2 separate regions of the Rattus norvegicus genome follow, and region 1 is linked to region 2. The links are chromatin contacts, called in public Hi-C maps. All regions are on one chromosome and are shown on one strand. Each heading gives the region's core, a stretch centred on a gene start, on an enhancer-like site or on the middle of the called end of the contact. The rest is flanking DNA. Distances are from core to core; before and after follow the strand shown. Region 1 has its middle 26 kb from the start of Klf6. Region 2 has its middle 330 kb from the start of Klf6.

What was found. Hi-C and Micro-C count contacts between places; a contact is called where the count stands out from the background.
Region 1: a Hi-C map of the A7r5 cell line shows a contact between it and region 2, with 5 times the contacts expected there. The contact joins two enhancer-like sites. A contact is called at or near these places in 3 of 12 Hi-C or Micro-C datasets (the A7r5 cell line, the Rat2 cell line and mammary epithelial cells).

What each region holds. Positions count from the first base shown.
Region 1 is chr17:69,430,849-69,433,548 of GRCr8, forward strand. No RefSeq gene overlaps it. Among named protein-coding and RNA genes, the nearest start is that of Klf6, 26 kb to the right of the region's middle. Within about 2 kb of position 1,398, at least 8 of the 93 cell types and tissues checked have an H3K27ac peak or open chromatin away from gene starts, as enhancers often do. A contact at or near this core is called in the A7r5 cell line, where this site is marked.
Region 2 is chr17:69,122,335-69,125,034 of GRCr8, forward strand. No RefSeq gene overlaps it. Among named protein-coding and RNA genes, the nearest start is that of Klf6, 330 kb to the right of the region's middle. Within about 2 kb of position 1,312, at least 2 of the 93 cell types and tissues checked have an H3K27ac peak or open chromatin away from gene starts, as enhancers often do. A contact at or near this core is called in the A7r5 cell line, where this site is marked.

The DNA.
Region 1 (2,700 bases), core at 148-2,647, 310 kb after region 2:
ATCTGTCGTGTCAATATCATTAGAAAATCGGGTCTATGTGTAGACTACTTTTTTGCAACTCCCCGAAATTCATCTTTGCCGTTTTAGTCTTTGTGGAAAAAAAGAGATTAGTAACTGCTAGCTTTCTATTATCCCTAGAAAGCTGAGTTACTGGGGCATCTCTAGAACATGGCATCACTCCTTAGTACCTGTTCTTGAGTCTTGGGAACCCTGTAGCAGAATTTAAACCTGTAATTTGCATATGACACTCCCACCGACCTGCTTTTCCTTGTAAGATTTTGTTTGTTCATTTATTTTTCTCTCCATCGAGAAGGCAGCAAGTTGGGGCACCACAAATGAGAAGACACCTCCAAGCCCCAGCTTGCAAGTTATAAACACACCGTGTAAAATATTTTTATCATGTCAATATGGTTTAATAAGCATTCATTATTTATTGGGCCTCTGAGTGCTTAGGCAATCCTACAATTAACTTTGCAGATTTTGATTGGTTTTGATTGGAGGTCATCAGAAAGCAAGCTTGCACTTGTCTTAGTAGAAACAGCCAGAACGATAGGCTGCACTGAGGCCTGAGAATGTCTGAGCAAGTCACAAATTCTCTGGGAACTGGAAACACTCACTGCTCCGTGGTTGAATTAACTATGAGATAAAATAACATTTGCAAGAGCAGTGAACACCAGGATCAAACTACCTCCCAAGCAAATTATTCTAGAAATAAATTAATCTCCCTGATGCTCATCTGCATAGTGTGAAAGAGTTGGCACTTCCCTGCTTGCCACTCACTGGGCTCAACATTCCAGCACACTAAACAGAACCTGTAGCAGGAGGACAGTGAGTGACACTTTCCAGTAATACTTCAATCTGTCTAGTTACTACCACCCACAGTGTGCTTTTTCCATGAATAATCCTTTGTTTTCCTCTAAAACAATTATGTTCTGCAAACAATAAAGGAGAGGGAATTGATAGTTACCAAGTACACATATCATATAATCTCAACAATGTTGTGGGGTGAAAGAATTTTTCTATGCTCATATATTTCACTAAAAACACGAACAGGCCAAGAGTGGTTGTGGCACATCAATCAAAACACAGGTCTCCATTCCCACATCATTGCCCATCCACTCTGCCTCCTATGAGATAAGACGTTACCCAACAATATATATTTAGGACACTCCTTGCATATCTATCATCCTTGTCAGCAGGGTCCTTCCTTTTCCAGGAAGGAGGGTGTGGTATCATCTTGCACACATACCTCTGAAGCTCAAGCCCAAGGAATCCTGTCAGGCCATCATTGCTGGAGCTTCACTGTTTTTCCCAGAACAGGGATAATGAGCATTGAAAGTACTGAGGGCTCACTAGATGGCCACACCCAGGTACCCTTCTTCTGACTCATGGACCATTGTAGGGTGTGAGGTGAGATGAATCACCACATTCTTTCTCAGTCATCCTACACAGACTGGACTCTCCTTGGGTTGGGAAGCAGGTCTAAGAACAGCTTCTACCCTTAAATAGACACATTGAGAGAAAAAGTATTCTACAATCCAGCCAGGTCATGGATATAGTAGCTATGGAAATACCTGAATTACAGAATAGTAGTCTGACATAATCAGGAGAGTTGGGATATTTGAGCCTAGAGGACTTCAGTCTAAGGTGTGATTAATAACCCAGGTGGTGTTAAAGTCTAAGGTGTGATTAATATTCCCAGGTGGTGTTAAAGTCTAAGGTGTGATTAATATTCCCAGGTGGTGTTAAAGTGCAAATTATGATTGCACGTAGTGGGGAGGTCATTGTAATAAAGCGACCAAAAGCCATGAACTTCTGAGGGTTTTGTCCCAGCTTGATGAATAGGAAAAATATTTCTTACGTTGTCATCTTATGGTTTTCAAATTTGGTTTCCTTTCTATTGTTGTTGAAATGTTGTAAATGATGTCTTGTCACCCACTATACAAAATCTTGCTAGCATCTCCTCTTCTGGCTTTTAGTAATCTCTGCTAGGAACTGTATAGCATAAGGTCAATAACCATTAGTCAACTTTATTAAAAAAACATGTGGAAATTGGAAATTGGTAACAATCCTCCACATTTCCTGACCGGAAACAAACAGGCAGGGTCTTCACTTGTGTTTTCTAGACTTTAGGTAAACAAGAACTTTTCTTTAGTCCACCTCTATACCATCTATTTGTTTTCTCAGCATCTGGTCCTATTGGTCATTGATTGTTATTGCTTTTCTTGTAGTTTTGAGGGAGGTTCTGGTGTTGCCGAGGCTGGCCTTGAACTCCCTTTGTCACTGAGGATGATCCTGAATTTCCGATCTTCTAATTACTGAGTGTTGAAATTACAAGCATGCAGCCCCACACCCAGTTGTATACAGTCCTGGGCATCCAAGGCAGGCTGTCCTTCATGCTGGGTAAGCCCTCTGCCAAATTGAGCTACATCCTTACACTGGTTTGTTCGGGGTCCAAGATGAACTCACGTGTTTAATCAATGTACCACGGGGGAACTCACTAGCCCCGTGGGGCCACTTGGCCAGTTCAAGTTCAGATAAGCAATCTAAGAAAAACAAGGCTGTTGTCCTACACAGAGGGAAGACTGTGTGACTGCCTGGCATTTAAGTGTAAGGTACAAAGCAACATTTTCAATAGAACGTGTTATAGATAATCTCCCGGAAAAGTAGTACTAATTATTCTCAGTGCTGTTACAAGAA
Region 2 (2,700 bases), core at 62-2,561:
GAAAACACATCATCACACATCCTCCCAATACTATTTATTAGCATTCTCTCAACTCCCACAGCAACGGCATTATAAGGTATCTATTTCCTTATTTGATTAGCATCTTCTCTAGTGCTTGAGGTAAGATGGTAAAATAAAAGAATTAGCTCTAAGGAAAAAGAGAACATTGCCCACTCTTCAGACCCTGAGCTCCAGGCCTTTAGAAAATCAACTAAACTGTGAAATGGAAGGACTTGCAAAAGTAGCCCCTAGAGTGAGCATTGACCTCAATAAAATTCTACGACTCCTTTCAGGCTAAGCATTAAATTTTCTAAGCAGTCTTCTTTTCAAATGCCAAAACCTTTACTATTTTAACCTTGACACAAAACAATTTAAGTAGATCAGAGATGGCGAATAGTGAAGGACACACCTTGGATTTTGAAAGAATGGTTATCTAACTCTGATGACACATCCATTAAATCTGTCATCATACTGGAAGATGGAGATATAAAGAAGCAGCAATGTCATCTGTGATGGTTCGAAGGTCAACTTAACAAAACCTATACTTATCTGTGAGCAGTACTCAATGGGATGTCTCCTTGGGTTGGCCTGTTGTCATATCTGTGAGGAACTTTTTATGTTGACTGGTATAAGAAGACTTAGCCTATTTTGGGTGGCACCATTCCCTAGGCACAGAGTCCTGAATTGCATGATGAAGCCAGCTTGTAAACAAGCAAACAGCTTGTATGTGTCCATTTTTTTATCCTTTTCCTTTTGTTTTCTGGGTCGTATTTCTCTTTCTTTTCTTTTCTGATTCATTCATATTTCTTTTTCACTTTTCTCTTATACCTCTCTCTTCTCAAAAGAGTTAGGAAATCATTTGGAATTAAACTCGTGATCTTTCCTATCACTCTGCACAGTAGGTGTTCTTTAGAAGAAAAGGTGGGCATAAGTGGAGATCAGAGGAAAACACAAGAAAGTCAATTCCGTTTTTCTATTATACGGGTCCCAGGGATTAAATTCAGGTTATCAAAGTTGGCGTCAAGTTCTTTTGCCCATTGAGTCATCACAAGCCTTTCCAAGGCTGGTGCTGTATATTTCTCATAGCACCATCCACTGGAGATTTAGGACAGTGTCACATGTGGAGTAACACTGAAATCTCTAACATGTGCAACAAAATTTATTGCTCTTCCACGAATCGGTTGCTGTTCTTGATTTTTTATGGGATACATTGTTAAACAAAGGAGTCAAAAATCCCTGCCTTTTGGTGGTCATGACAGAGAGATAAATCATAAACAGAAGCCGTGAATGAGTCATGTGGCATATAAAACGTAAGAAGTCGTACTCGGCAGAGCTGAGAGTATCTCGCTGGTGGAGCTGCTTCCTGATGGCTTTAGTAAGGCCCACAGAAGGCTGAGAACAGCCACTGCATCCAACCCATGATGCGATTTCAGGGACGTATATTCAAAAGCCTTATATGTCAGTCAGTGGCCCAGAAATATGCAGTAAAATGTACTTATATATATAATTTTGTTTCTTGCAGTCTAGAATCTAAATGTAAAAATGTTAGCATTTCAAGAATAAGGCTTGAACCTCTTCAGGAGCAAGGGCAAATCCAATGGGTTATATTGGTCATGAGATCTAGAAAGCAAGCCTCCAATTGCTAATGTGTGAAGTATAATAATATGTCCTATATGCATATATTATATGATCTAAAATAATATAATGGCAGCAGCTTAGCAGGTGGCTCTGAAACATGAATTCTCACTCTGAAGAGACAATCTAAGCCATATGCTTCAGCCCCCATATGAAGTAACAGGGACTGTAAAAATGTTGACCTTGAATGGAAGCATTTCCCAGTGACCTATTCATTACTACCAAGTTACAGAAAATACTTCTTGGATTAAGCGAGTGGTCCATTCTTACTCACCGGCCTGGTATTGACCAATACCTAGGTGTTTAAAGAGATAAACAAAGCAGGGTACTTGGAGTCCTTAATGAAGCTGACATATTAATTATGTTTGTGTTCTTTGAGTGCTTGAGGCTAGAAATCTAAGTTCAAGGTGTCAGCATGGTTGGTTATCTTGGACTTGGCTATGTCCACATTTTTTCTTTGCTATCACATGGGCTTCGTTCTGGTAATGTGTGTGTCTTTTCTGTTTGTGTGTTTGTTCATAATGGAGTTTTTCTATGTAGCCTGGCTGGGAATTCACAGAATCCTGCCTGCCTCTGCCTCCCAATTGCTGGAAGTAAAGGCATGTGCCATGACTGTCTGGCATTGAATAATATATGTATATATATATGTATATATATATGTATGTATATATATATATTCAAATCTCCTTAAAACATTTAAATTTATTCATTTGTCGGAGGTGAGGTAGCTGCACACATGCTCTGGTGAGCATACAGAGGCCAGAGCACAACATAAGAACACTTTTCTCTGTCCATCAGCTGGGCTCTAGAGATTGGACTTGGACTGTCCAGCTTGTCAGTAAATGCTTTTCCCTCTGAGTTACCTCACTTGCTCCTAAGCTTCCCTTCTTGTAAGGCTATCCACTGCATGAAGTTAGAGCCCACCCGACTTTTTAAAAGGTCATTTCTTTAAAGGCCCTGTCTCCAAATAGGGACACATTCTTGGCCCACAGAGAGTTTTATTTTCGATATATGAATGCAGAGAAAAGGTCAACGTTCTGTCCACAACAATGTTTAATGTATAAA